Linked DNA regions of Capsicum annuum: region 2 is linked to region 1. Evidence: chromatin contacts called from public Hi-C data. All regions are on one chromosome and are shown on one strand. The core of a region is the stretch at or near the end of the contact, and the rest is flanking DNA. Distances in the headings are between cores, read along the strand shown. Region 1 holds the start of LOC107841444. Region 2 overlaps LOC107841424 (UPF0613 protein PB24D3.06c).

Region 1 (4,163 bases), core at 1,155-3,654:
GGAGCACGGCCATAATGCACCCCGTCGTTGCATCGGTTGTCGTAGTGCCATGGATAAGTCATGTCAAAATCATCAATGATGCGATCAACTAAACCATATGCCCTAAACTTATCCAAGACTACCCCATTGAAAGCCTCCATTTTATTTGGATTGAATGCTAATCGTCTAGCATATCCGCCGGTGGTTATTGTGGTCCTATATATGACTTCAGGCGGTCTCACTCCTCTCTGCTTTACCCCATTAAGTACCTCAGCCCAGAATGAAGCAGCATAGTCGGCGCCTTCAATGAAATGCCTAATATTAGGCCAATACACTCCATCATGTAACCCCGAATTCATGATAATAGTGTCTGGAACAACATGTCCAGAGAAGTACCCTTTCAAAAGTTCTCTATAGTCAGCATCTTTCAATGAATTCAAGCCTTGATAATTGCCTGTCTGGTTATGATGCCCATTGAAAATGTTCGTAAATCGAATTGTTTGTGATGGATTCCTTGGGTTGCTGATGTTCAAATCAACTCTCCTTGGAACGTCCTTTATATCATTCACATCTAAAATGAAATTGAGGATGTTTCTCACTGTGTCACAGTGATTCGAATCGCCCCACCAGAAAATCCAGCGATCCTTCAAACAATTCCATGCTTCTTCACTTGAGAACATCTTGAATGAACAATGTGTTGAATACACCCAACCATTGCTTTCCAAGGACCCTAGTGGACCATCACACCATGGTTTTTGGCATGGAAAATTTGGTTCTTGGCATCTGTATCGCCCATCATTGCTAATTGAACAGCTATCATTCTTGGCATGACGAGTCCATCGACCAGACCAAACATCTCTAATAAGATCTGACTTCTTGCACTGAGATATTTCAGGTAAATCAATGGAGGACTTGGAGAATTTGACTGGGATCACGCGCAAAACCTTGTCAAATGCAAATCTTTCAGGCGAAAACTTCAAGCCTTCATGATGTCGAAAGAGTAAGATAATCGTGAGGTTATAATCCCCAGAAAAATCAGGATGAACTTGCAGGGAAAACTGGTAAGTACCATTGCCTAAATCTTTAATTGGCGGCCTAGACTTCCATGTTTCACCAGCAATATCAGTTTCGAAATAATCACCACCCAAACAATGAGGCTTCCCAGAAGCATCCAATGCATGAAAAACAAACTCATGAATATCCCCAGTTGACAACTCAATGTTCTCACGACCATCCAAAGCAGGGATTTTTACATCCACAGTTCTTGATTCCCTACATGGCTCTCCACCAGGAGCCAACCACTTAGTAAGTAGATTTGCTGAAAAGTTTGCCTCTAATTCAGCTGAAATCCACCTAACAACTCTTGGGGTCAAATCTGACACCATTTCAAGGCTAAAATCAGTGGCATCACCTTGACTTTCGGTCAAATTTATCGGTTGAGGTTCAACTTTAGGAGCCAGATTTTTTCGTGGAAAATCTTGGTTCAAATTCTGGAGAGCAATTACAGAATGAGGTCTAAGAGAAATATTGGTAAAGCTGAAATCTTTAAAGCTAGGTCTAAACTCTCCTGAACTACTATTCGCCTTCAACAAAACAAAATCTCTCTGGAAACTACCCACAGTGACACCATCAATCCCCCACACAATCAAGATTCCAAGAAAAACACCCATTGTCAGTATCTTAAACCACCATTGAACTTTGGGGTTGTTAGACCTCATAACCCACCCAACATTTCCAGCTTTCTCAGACATCTTACAAGAAAACATATTGTAAATGTTCGCACCAACCCACCAAAACCCAACACCACAACTATACAACCCAACCAAGAATGAGAAAAATGACGATTTCCCCCCAAATCTTTGAAAAAGAGCAGAACCAACCAACAAAAAGCCAACAGCTAGAACTGTACAAACCCACCAAGAATCTTGAAAAGCCTCACCTACTAGGTAAAAAAGAGAAACTTTTTTACATTTAAGTTTCTGAAAAATAAAAAGAAATCAAGAAATGCCCAATTCCTTTAACAAGAAAATAAGTAGGCCTAGGCCAATTGGGACTTCTTTTCACTAAAAATGTAGTGAAAAAGCTAATGTAGTGGAAATAGTTCGAAAAAAAAAAACACCAAGGTTGTCAAAGTTTTTATGCAGCAGCTGAATGAGGAGAGACAAAGTAGAAGAAAGAAAATGACAAGATATGGACAATGAAAAATGAGGAAGAAGAGGATCCCAACTACGGTACAAAAAGTTGTTAGTGAAAATATTAAAGAGCTTACTGGATAAAATGTACTACTATATGTTGTCGTATTTCTAATATTCAATAATAATTTAAATTTAAAATATCAATTTAACTCTTAACATCATGATTTAAAATACATATAATTATTTTAAAGAATAAATTTTAAAATATTTTTTTTCTATTTCAATATCAAATCAAACAATACAGTACAAACAGAGAGTGAGAGGCTATAAAAGAGCTGTTGCTTGTAGTGATTGATTGATATTGTCAATTGTTGATAATGCCCTTAGGAGTTATGCAAAATTACAATTATTGGGACTTCACCGACAGACACGGAAATGGAATTTTGAGCCGCGGAACATGGAACTTTATCCCAGTGGCCTTACCGGAGCATTATTATCTTCTTGAAATTATATCAGCTACGGTGGCTCGATGATAAGCTGCCACGTGGAACATTATTCTATTTTGATTATTTATGTTAATTACAATAATTACGCTTAATTTTCTCCTTGGTTTGAGTAGGAATCAATATTTTCTATAATAAGTTTTGAGTTAGTTATATGAATCTCAATAGCTATTTTTAGACTCTAATTAATACTAGAGTTTGTTATAAATTAATTAATTTGAGTGCTCTTTCCTTATGAAGATATATTAATTTTCTTACTTTGAATAATTTAATTAATATTTTTTCTCTACAAAGTCATAGTATGATATGATTATATGAATTTATTATGTTTTGTGTTTGTCAATTTACATATTTAAAAAGTATTAAAATATCGCATTTTCGTAGATTTTGTAATAAAAATACTTCTATAGTGACTTATCTAATCTTAGAATTCTCTAATTGTGGGACGGTAAAAGGCTAGCAATATTGTTAAACTTAGGAAAGAAACTCTCCATTTATTTTCTTACTTAGAGATATACTTGTCTATCGGGCCGGTTTGACCCGGTCCGAACTGGCTCAAGCCGGCCCACCATATCAGCTCAGTTTGATTTGATCTGGTCCGATCAATCCACGGGCTATAGGGTATCAGGTATCGGGTTGGGTTAATTTTTTTTTGCCCGATTAACCCGGTTCGGATCAAAATCAATTCAGGTCCGTCGGTTAATCAGCTCGGTCCGGTTAAGAAAAAAAATTTAAAAAAAAATGAAATTTCTGAAAAAATAGTCGTTGGCTCATTATAGCCGTTGGGCCCAACGGTAATATAGCCGTTGGGAACCAAAACGGCTAAAATTCCCTTTTTATTTTAAAAAAATACAAAAAATATCAATTAAATTATTTTTTAAAACCCAAAAAAGTTCCTATAAATACCCTACACTTTCAAATCATTTTCCACACAATTTTTCATTCTCTCAAATCTCAATTCTCAATTCTCAAATATTCTATATATTTAATTTCCTAAAGTGTTCACTTTAATTTTTTAATTTTGTGATTACAAAGTACGAGTGAAAGTTTCTAAAGTCGCAACCTTCGGATACTTTCAAAATTTGGTATTGTCGTTCCATCTATTACGTTTAATTTTTATTTAGTGTATTAATTATTGAATATTTAATTTTATTATATCTGTTTATTTTGAAATTTTTTTGTTTAATTTATATTATGGATAAATTAAGAAACTCGCTACTAAAGGTGTTAAAAAAAATTGTCCCAAAAGTGGTAGTGATAGTAAAAAATGAATTACTAGCAGTAGAGATACTTCAAGTAGTAGATATGTTTATGTGCCTCCGGCACTGCTTAGTTAACCTTTTGAGGAAGAAGTAGGTGTACCATTAGGTGTAGGTGCCCACGATATGAATTATGTAGAAACTCAGAAAAATTACGGTATAGAAGAAGAAAATGAAGTAGATGCAGTTAATTTAGACGAAGATGATGAAAATATTGGTGAGACATCCGTATTACAAAATGCTAACGTTAGATCTGAATTGGTTAATTCCCCTCCCCGTCCTCCCCG
Region 2 (3,869 bases), core at 1,003-3,502, 83 kb after region 1:
GGTGGTCTTACATGTTATTGCATGTATAAAGAAATATGATAAGTGCAAAAAAAATTATGGTTTGTAATAGTGAAAAAGAGAGTTGAGACAAATAAAATATTCTAAGTTTACAACTATATTCACCATACAAAAAGAGTTTTGAGACAAAGAAACTATTCTAAGTCTTTAACTATATTCACTATACAAAGAAAGTAAATATATGTTGAAGGAAGGTGTTCTTATGGTGGAGCTTTGGACTCTTCAACTAATCCAGAGTTGCTTGAGCTGTACATCGTTGATGGACTGTTGTATTCTGGAGGGGACAAGTCACGAGATATACTGTTGGATCGGTGTAGATTATGTCGCAGTGGACTTGAATCTCTTTAAAGAGAGCGAAATATCCATGCCTCAGCCAAAAAGAAGATTATCTTTTTTTCTTCAATTTTTATTCATTTTATTATTTCAACTGTAACTATGTAATTTGTGGTATATTACACTAACATTAATAAAATACTACCCCTGTTTAAAAATAGTTGACCTTTGTTGACTTTAAACTTTTCTTAAGAAAATATTTATTAAAAAATTATTTTATCAAATTAGTTTTATTAATTATGTTTTGAGTATACATACTTCGTTTAGTTATTTAATGATAGGCACAATGTTGGAAGAATATCGTAAAATTTTATTAATTTCATAAATGGAACAATTAAAAAATGAATTCCTATTCAAAGAGTGCATAACCGCATGGATAAGCTCACACTAACCCGTCAATTTGGGATCCAAATTCGAGATTTTCCTTGGGAGGTATCGGGAAGAATTTGAAATGCAATAATATCGATTCATACAGAAGAAAGGGTTCTGTATTGATTCAAACACTGTACCTATGGGATAGGGATCGAGGAAGGGGAAAAATCGAAGATTTCATATGGTACTTTTATCAATCTGATTTATGGAATGAAATATTTATAATAAGAGGATCAACTATTTTGAAACGAAGGGAATAAGTATTACTCAATATAAAAGAAAAGTAGTATTATTAATACGGAATTTATCAACTCTACAGTGCCCTCGGATGACCAAAATGCCTTATAAAGTGACAAAATAAAATATTAGGTTAAAGTTGAAACATAAAAAGTAAAATTCTTGCGGACCAAACATGTAGAATAAAGTCTCTATAACCTTAATACGTTGCTTTATTAACAATAACATTTGAGTCAAATCACAATTTTCCAACATGTCGATTATGGAGTGATATCATTACTTGATATTTATTTTCTTGCACGACATAGTTTAGAAAACGAGAAGAAATCACTTACTTCATTAGTATAATTTTTTTGCTGAACTTTGAATTCGTATCTCTCCTGTTTTGCATTCCACTTGGCAATAATAGATACAATATTTAATATCATTCTATATTAATATATTTTAAAATTCTGCGTATTATATTATAATTGTCATTTGTCGCAGCATTATATTGGTGATGAGAAAAAGGACAAAGCCGTCTACATGACCACCCTAGATCCCAGATGCGGATTCAGGATTTTGACTCTTCGGGTGCCAAGTAAACTTATCGATTAAATTAATCAGATTATTTATTTTTTTCAATTTATAGGATAATTAACCAACCAATTAATTAAGAAAAAAAAGAACAGTAATAAAATGACAACTTAAACTTTTGCCGACGACGATAAAAAATCGGTCGGCGACAGCAAGCAGCAGCGGGTAGCTACCCTCAAGTACATAGAGAAAGGTCGATGTTTGATGATGTGGAAATAATTTTTTTTTTAAATTTTGATGAGAGAGATTGAATTATACCTTTTTAATAATTAAATAAATAAACAAAGTAAAAAAATAATACTATTAATTATACATTTTAGTCAACTAGTATAATTTATATAAGTAAAATTGTCAACTGGTACATTTACGACGCATGTTGCCCTATTTTAATGAACAATGTTTAACAATTTTTTTTTTAAATTGATGTGTTGCGGATCGAGATCAAACCCACGACCTATGACCCATACATTTACGACACCTGTTGCCCTATTTTAATGAACAATGTTTAACAAATTTTATTTTTAAATTGATGTGCTGCGGACCGAGATCAAACCCACGACCCTGACCCAGAAAAGTGGCGCTTTGCCACTTGCAATAAATAGTGCTTTGGTATTGTGGATTGGCAAATTTAATATTTTACTATATCAGTCTCTCTCTCTCTATATATATATATAGCTATATATAGAGAGAATTTCCGTCAAAGTTTGAGGGTGGCGTGCCACCCCACGGGCCTTGATAGATCCGCCGCTAGCTCCCCCGCCAATCACTACTAATCTTGTCAACGATCCTCTAATTATTAGAAATGGAGATTTTTTTCTATCAGCCCATTGGAAAGTGAGAATTTTTTTTCCCATTGATTCAATAAATATGTGTGAAAATAAGCACTAATTTTCAGTAGAAAAAGTCTAATATCCCCAAAATCTTTTATTACCTTTTCATTTCACTTTTGTTTTCAATTGAATTTATATAGTTGTCAAAATTGAATCTTCCCACAATTTCAATTTTCACATCTAATTTATGAACCTAACGCAATTTATTTTAATTTTTTTACCCATCACACTAAAATCTTCTCAGTCAACAGCATATGGTAAGTTAATTATCCACAATCTTCCCACTAAGAATCTTTCCACAATAATGCAGTAGAATTTCGTCTACTTTTATCATTGTCTATCGGGCATATAAAAAGTATTTAATTTCATGTTTGATTTTAATCTTTTATTTAAGTATATTTAATTCAAATATTTTTCATATCACAATTTTTGATACTTATTTTTATATTGTTTTTAATGTAGGATAATAATCTGTAGATAAAGTAATCAAATGACAAAGATGTCATCCTCCAAATTTCCCTTCTCGGGTCCTTTAAGAATGCTAACGTTAAAATTTTATCCAAATTAATTTAATATAAAATTATATACTTATATACAAATAAGAACCCGTTTTTACTATGAAATATTTAGATCCATAACATTATCTCTACCTCACATGAAACCTAGGATGTATCTCCCAGTAACATGTTTGGTTCTTACCGACATTCCGTACTCCACATGAAACAACCAATTTGGCAATTCCATATGCTACTCCCTAGAAACATGTTCTATATTTATTGACATTTTAGTAAGGGTTTATATATATAACCATATTTCACGTAGAAACATATGGGTTCAAATGAATCTATAGCCAAAATGTTACATTCGCCTCTACGGCATGTCTCCTGCTTTCAGATAAAAGATCAATGATTCAAATAAAAGGGAGACAGATATTCAATTCCCACTGCTAATTTCTAATCTTGCAGAGTAAATTACAAAACTCATGAAAAAACAAAGAATGGAAGGACGATATGTTGTTCTAGACTACCATTTCACTTGGTAAAAAAATATTTGTACGCCCATCTACCAGCAGTGTACATATAAATGATAGGTTACATGGAAATAAAGAATATGAAAGGCAAAAGTAATTCATTGAAGTTGCAGGATCAAGCATTTAGTTCCATGGATCATCCCACCCGCTTGGACCTTCTCGTTTAACAAAGCTCATTATAGCTTCAACAGCTTCTACGACTCTGTTCGATAAAGAATGGTTCCCATACTCAATTTCAACTTTTTCAGCACCACCCATTGCTCTGCACAATCTGCACAAGTTTGAAAATGCATACACAAGAACTATGGTCAAGTAACCTTGAGGACGCATGAATAAGAACAAGAACGCATCGAAAGTGTCGGTGGAAGAGCATCACTGACATCACTATAATCACAAACTGTAAAGGATTTTTAGCAAGGTTTTTGTGCTTGCCTATCAACCAATGCTTTCTTGTCAACATAATCTGGAATGTA

Evidence for each region. Hi-C and Micro-C count contacts between places; a contact is called where the count stands out from the background.
Region 2: a Hi-C map of leaf shows a contact between it and region 1, with 2.0 times the contacts expected there. The contact joins the enhancer-like site here to the promoter of LOC107841444 in region 1. A contact is called at or near these places in 2 of 5 Hi-C or Micro-C datasets (leaf and placenta).

Annotation. Positions count from the first base shown.
Region 1 is chr1:172,396,518-172,400,680 of UCD10Xv1.1, forward strand. It overlaps LOC107841444, which reads right to left and starts at 2,405. Exons shown (of 1, transcript XM_016685359.2): 1 at 1-2,405. The coding sequence starts at 1,745.
Region 2 is chr1:172,480,134-172,484,002 of UCD10Xv1.1, forward strand. LOC107841424 (UPF0613 protein PB24D3.06c) reads right to left here. Exons shown (of 9, transcript XM_016685350.2): 8 at 3,829-3,869; 9 at 3,179-3,667. The coding sequence ends at 3,520. Among protein-coding and RNA genes, the nearest start is that of LOC107841424, 19 kb to the right of the region's middle. Within about 2 kb of position 2,253, at least 3 of the 5 cell types and tissues checked have an H3K27ac peak or open chromatin away from gene starts, as enhancers often do. A contact at or near this core is called in leaf, where this site is marked.